Regions from separate parts of the Zea mays genome. Here region 1 is linked to region 2. A link is a contact called in public Hi-C data. All regions are on one chromosome and are shown on one strand. Each heading gives the region's core, a stretch centred on a gene start, on an enhancer-like site or on the middle of the called end of the contact. The rest is flanking DNA. Distances are from core to core; before and after follow the strand shown. Region 1 holds the start of LOC100191374. Region 2 holds the start of LOC103635621 (amidophosphoribosyltransferase, chloroplastic-like).

Region 1 (3,107 bases), core at 561-3,060, 190 kb after region 2:
GGATCCTGGGGTGTTATATTAGGCTTGCATGTGCCCTTTACTTTCTAGCACTCCCATTTTCGCCACTGATTCAACTTCCTGAGCACTTCGAAAACCCCAGATTACGCCACCGTCGTCAGACCTTGATCACATTCATGACCATTTTGCACCTGTGAGTTCGAGGCATTCGTTGGTGATCGAAACCAAGTATCTAAGGACCTTAGTGGCGATAGGGCTCCTCCAATAGAAGAATATCATCTAGTGGAAGATTCTAGGCAATGATTCCTTCTCAATGCCCGATGCCGACCAAATAGTGGTCTTTCTTCAATTTTTTCTTACACAAATTTGGTCTTCAACCTACCTGTAATTAGGGATATGTTGCATTAATACCAAATCGAGCTCATCCATCTTAATCATAACTTCATCTTGCACATAGCCATATTTGCCCATCTCTATGAAGCAAACTTAGGGGAGTTCGTCATTCTCCCTCATTCAACATATGTTCTTCCTCTACCCCCGACCTAGACTATCCCTTGAAAACTTACCATAAAAACCGGCATATGTGTTGGTTCTATGTTGAAAATCACAGACCCTAACTTTCCAGAATTCATGCTCAGTGTTCGATTCCACGAATTGAGTGGATGAGTGACCCAACGTTGACATATTGTGAGATTGTTCTCGCGCCTATGAAGAGGATTCAACACATGGAGCTCGAGCTTAATTCTATGCATGTGATCGGAAATTGGATCCAACGCTAAGTCCCCCATTACACGAGATGACAAATTATGCTTGAAAGTATGAGAATGTACTATTAAAAGTTTATATTAATTGTCTAGTATCTTAATGATCTTAAATAAAAATACAAATTATAAAGTTGTAGATTTCATCGAGTGCTACAACATTCATACAAAAATTGTTCTCATTTGACACCATACAAGAAAAATATAGAAAAAACATGAAAAAAGGCTCGAATGGTACGATCCTTCCGTCACCCGAGACTATATCACTAAAAATCTATATTATTTATCTTAAGTATGTTAATAATTTTAAATAAAAAGAATTCAAAAACATAAATCTTATAAGAGCTACAACTTTCGTATGAAAAAAATCTCTATTTAACATCATACAAGAAGAATATAATTTTTCTAATACAACAAACACTGTACGTGATTAATATATTCCTAAAATTTTGTATTATTTTTTACCATTTTAACGACCGCAATAAAAGAATTTAAACTTCGATCATCCATTTATTTTGACTATTTAACAACATTTTGAATAACAATGTTATAGAAGGCTTAACAAATATTTGATGACCATATAATAGAACATGTAATATGTTTTGTTGTACTATTATAGTGTTGCTACTTTATTCAATTATCCATAATGTTGTTGAATGGATGAATGAACAATGTTAGAAATTTTGTAATAGTATTTAGATAGATATATTTCACGCTTGTATAATATATTATTTTGATTAATGTTTAATCTCTGTAGGTACGGGTGACTCATACATACATGGAATGGTTATGAGGTAAATTCATACTCACTAGTGTATATATGTAGTGTATATATATATATGACTCGACATTTATTTCGCGAGATAGTACCGTAGACATTTACCCAGCAGCAGCGAACAGCCTCGCTATTAGTGTCATTGTATCAATGAGAGTGTTAAAAATCGCTATCCACTAATAGTGCCACGTCAATGCATGTGAACATGCCATATACACGTTGAGGGTTAGAAATAGAAATAAAAATGAGATGGGGTTATTTTAAAAATGATTAATAATAAAAAAATTCCTCCAACCTCGCAAACATGACACAACCACAACAATAAAAAAAAACAGATCCCAGCCTCCATTTCCAAATCCACACCTGGCCCGGCTGCCCCAAATGCGTCGGCATCGCGCCGTCGCTGCTGCACACCGTCGATGACTCCCGCCCCTTCGAACGCCGCCGGCGACCTCTTCGCTGCCAACCTCACGGGCGCGCTCCTTGCGGTTGCCTCCTCCGCCTTCATTGGCGTCAGCTTCATCGTCAAGAAGAAGGGCCTACGCCGGGCCGCCACCGCCGGCGCCCGCGCAGGTACACGCCCCCCTCCATCATTAGCGGCCGAAAGGCGCCTCCTCTCTTTCTCTCGCTCTTGTTACTTCCGTCGTATTCGGAATCTTGGGGGCGCGTCGAATTCTTCGTTTTATTCGATTTTTAGCATTCGGTGTCGTCTACGTGACGAACAATTGAAAAGTCAGACTTGTTCATGACCAGTTCGTTGTTCTCTCCTCCTCCCTTCGACGAACGTTTGTGAATTTGCGTTGGTGATGGAATTTGCAGGTGTTGGAGGCTATGGGTACCTCTTGGAGCCACTGTGGTGGATTGGGATGGTTACGAGTAAGTTCCTGATTCCTTTGGCTAGCTCATTCTTTACGGTATCTGGCTGAAATAATTGAAATGCTCGAAACTTTGCAGTGCTGATTGGGGAGATTGCCAATTTTGTGGCCTACATGTTTGCGCCAGCTATTCTTGTCACCCCTCTTGGTGCGCTCAGCATAATTGTCAGGTAGGATTGTGAATATGTGATTGCTAAATGACTTAATCTGTTATATATCATGTGGTCATGTGGAGAGTGGATATGGTTAAATATTTTGTGTATTTTCTTTCCTTTTCTTTAAAAAAACATGTACATGCTCCTGTATATGATCTCTATGGTCTATGGAGCAGTGCTGTTCTAGCCCATTTCACCCTGAATGAGAAGCTGCAGCGGATGGGTGTGTTGGGCTGTGTGCTCTGTATAATCGGGTCAACCATAATCATCCTCCATGCACCTGAAGAAGAGACACCAAGCTCAGTGACACAGATCTGGCAGTTGGCAACACAACCTGGTATGCCCTACTATCTCGATCAAAAATTTCTTTTCCTATATGTTTGTAAATCCTAAAAAGAACATGTTTTGAAGATAAAATTGTTCACGTTTTTTCATATAGTTTACCTAATTCATAGTCTATTTATTAAAACTATTGACTGATGCATTCTCATGTTGAGTCACCAGAACAAACCTGTTGGATTTTGACATGCATTGTGTAATGTATGTCTCCTTGTTTTCTGCAGCCTTTCTTTGTTATGCGGCT
Region 2 (3,453 bases), core at 743-3,242:
TTACGGGATCCATTTGACAACGGGCGGACACAATAGTATTCCGTACTAAATTTTTGGCTTTTGTTATTTTTTTTATTAGAGTACCATGACATAGCGCTTTATCGTCATATAAAACTACAGCCGCGCACAATTGTCCAACACTCGGAACAGGGCTGAATCCAGCGACAGCAACCTAGAAGTATGGCAGACGAAGCAGAGCAGAGCAGAGCTCATCTGCTCCCGGCTCACTCCTCCGGCTCGGCGGCCGGGTCGGCTAGTGTGGGCAGCACAGGGTACTTGCGCGAGAAGCACGCGTCGCAGTAGTCCCTCGACTCTTCGCCGTAGATGCTGTGCAGCTTGCCCAGCGAGAGGAAGGCGAGTGAGTCGCTGCCGATCTCCCGGCGCACGCCATCCATGTCCATCCGATTGGAGATGAGCTCGCCCTCGCTCGGCGTGTCGATGCCATAGAGGCAGGAGCCCACAACTGGTGGGCTCGCGATCCGCATATGCACCTCCCGCGCGCCGGCGTCTCGGAGCAGCCGCACGATCTTGCTCGAGGTGGTGCCGCGCACCAGGGAGTCGTCCACGACAACGACGCTCTTGCCGGTGATGACGCCGCGCACGGGGGCGAGCTTCAGCTTCACGGCGAGGTCCCGGATCGCTTGCGTCGGCTGGATGAAGCTGCGGCCGCTGTAATGCCAACGGATGAGACCCTGCTGGAACTCGAGCCCCGACGCGCGTGCGAACCCGAGCGCGGCGTAGAAGCCCGAGTCAGGCACCGGGATGACGACGTCGGCGCCCGGGGCAGGGGACTCCTCGGCCAGCGCCTGTCCGAAGGCGGTACGGCGCTCGTGAACGGCGTGCGAGAACACCACCGAGTTGGGCAGCGAGAAGTAGATGTGCTCGAACACGCAGGCGCGCCGGGGGCGGTGCGGGAGGAGGCAGGCCGAGGCGACCGACATGTCGCGGCGGTCGACCATGACCACCTCCCCGGGCTCCACCTCGCGCTCGTAGGTGGCGTCGATGAGGTCCAGCGCGCAGGTCTCCGACGCGAAGACGACAGCGCCGTTCCGGCGGCGGCCCATCACCAGCGGGCGGAACCCATGTGGGTCGCGCACGGCGAAGAGCTTGTCGGCCGTGAGGAACAGGAGCGAGTAGGACCCCGCGAGGCGCTCGCAGGCGTCGCAGACCCGGGCGAGCAGGGGCCGCGACAGCGACGTCGCGATGAGGTGGAGGATGACCTCCGTGTCCGAGGACGTGTTGAAGATGGACCCCCTGGCCTCGAGCTTGTTCCGTAGCGCCTGGTAGTTGACGAGGTTGCCGTTATGCGCCACGGCGACCTGCCCGAACCGGTACCCGGCCAGGAACGGCTGCACGTTGCGCAGCGAAGCGGCGGCGCCGGCCGTGGAGTAGCGCACGTGTCCGATGGCGGCGGGACCCGGGAGCGAGGCGAGCCGGGACGGGTCCCCGAACACGTCGGCCACGAGACCCAGCCCGGTAACGGACTTGAGCTTGCCGTCCCCGCCCACGGCGACGATCCCGGCCCCCTCCTCCCCGCGGTGCTGCAGCTTCTGCAGCCCCAGATAGCACAGCGACGACGCGTCCGGGTCGCCCACGACCCCGACTAAACCGCACTCCTCGCGCGGGTGGTCATCCGCGTCCTCATCCACGCCGTAAGAGAACGGGGTGACGCGGTCGGGCAGGAGCGCCCGGGCCGCCGCCTCACGCCGGCCGGAGCCACAGTGCAGCGAGAGAGGAAACGGACTCGCAGAGTACCTGAGCTGGTGCCGGTGATAGGTTGCGTGGTGGTGGAGGAGTCGGGACGTGCACGTGGCGGCGGCGGTGGTGGCGGCGGCGACAATTCCCATTTTTTTGATATGGACGGGATTGGTCGATTGGGGCGGGCGGCGGGGCGAGGCGAGGCGAGGGCACACGGGGTGATGAGCCTCTCCCGCTGCGCGTCAAGGGGCCAGATTTAAAAAGGTTTCCTTGGTGAGTGCCTGGCTGCCGCTGGATTAGGTCGGCACAATCGTATCTCCTATTCTCCTGCCGTCGCTGCGGTCAGCCGAATTTATAGTGCTGTGGACCCGACCAGCACCAGCAGGATGAGTTGACTCGATAATGCACAGTCAATACAGAGCCTATGGGCCACGGCCACGGCCCCAGGAAGTACGAGTATACGAAATTATGCATGGGCCGTGCTAAAACTCGACCCACGAAACTATACACAAGTACAAAGGCCCAGTTTTGCTGCAAGACGATGATGGCCTCGTTCGTTCCTACGGCTACAATCAGCCCACGCACCACCAGCAGTAGGCAGACAACGGCCACGCCACATCTGAATGCCTGCCTCCCAGCTACTTCTTTTCTTAAAAACACAGCATCACTGTTTTTTTTTCTTGTTTACGGAATAGTTATTTAGTCCCTTATATATCGTTCAAGTCTAATTTCATTCTTGAACTTTTAAAAATTGCTGTTTCAGTCCTCAAATTATATTTTTTAGGCTCCGTTTCATGTAGAATTAGCGAAGTAAACATTACAGTCCTCGAACTTTGCATTGCACTTTGGGTTCGATTTTGGCCTTAAACTATCAAGCACATTTTATTTCTATCCTTGAACTTCCCTAGTTCATGCATGAAATTAAGCTCAAAATATGAAGTTTGAAGACTGGAACGATCACTTTACTAGCTCTAGAATATATAACCTAACTTATTTTAAACTAAATATTAGTTCAAAATAAATTAAATTATGAATATATTATACTCTCAAACAGACAGATTCTTACACATAAATATCTTGAGTCGATTGCTTCCTCCTCTTTCCAACGAAAAGGTTCTTTCAAACCACCCTCGATTTTTCGCACTCGTCTCATTCACATCCCCCACACCACCACATCATCTTCTGTGAAACTGATTTTCTAAACTCCTCAATTTTTAAACCATTTGTTTTCCATACGTGTTTTGATGGCAGCTTTTGTTAATATGATATTATGTCAGCGCATCGGCTACAAGAGTAAATTGGACCGCGTCAATAGCTCAAGGGATAAACTGAACTATATTTTTTTTCCCGAAAATTGTCTATATGTTTTGAAAATATGCATTGAAAATCTTAAAGTTGTATTTAGTCATAGAAAATTTGATTTAGCTCAAAAGAATCTGAATCTAGTTTCATTGTTTTCCTAAAATAATTCTATATCTTATGGTGCCTAATTAATTTGGAATTGATTAAATCTTATATGAAGTTGTTTTGATGTTTATTTGCTAGTATATTATCTCGTTATTTATTATAATAAGGCTAAGTTGATGAGCAAGTTACTTTGATGAAAACACAAGTGCCATGTAGCCACATTAAACTTGATGGTGCTTAGTATGACCATCAATGTCACTTCATAATTTTCGTGTCACCTAGCGACCTCGTCTATCGTCTATCCGTACAAACATCGTATGATCATATCATACTAGGGATGGATTGGGA

Evidence for each region. A called contact is a pair of places that touch in the nucleus more often than the background predicts.
Region 1: a Hi-C map of leaf shows a contact between it and region 2, with 5 times the contacts expected there. The contact joins the promoter of LOC100191374 here to the promoter of LOC103635621 in region 2. A contact is called at or near these places in 8 of 25 Hi-C or Micro-C datasets (bundle sheath, ear, endosperm and 2 more).

The regions. Positions count from the first base shown.
Region 1 is chr8:103,632,637-103,635,743 of Zm-B73-REFERENCE-NAM-5.0, forward strand. LOC100191374 reads left to right here and starts at 1,811. Exons shown (of 9, transcript NM_001136808.2): 1 at 1,811-2,067; 2 at 2,314-2,370; 3 at 2,449-2,539; 4 at 2,701-2,861; 5 at 3,088-3,107. The coding sequence starts at 1,914.
Region 2 is chr8:103,440,759-103,444,211 of Zm-B73-REFERENCE-NAM-5.0, forward strand. It overlaps LOC103635621 (amidophosphoribosyltransferase, chloroplastic-like), which reads right to left and starts at 1,993. Exons shown (of 1, transcript NM_001323269.1): 1 at 76-1,993. The coding sequence starts at 1,847. The coding sequence ends at 225.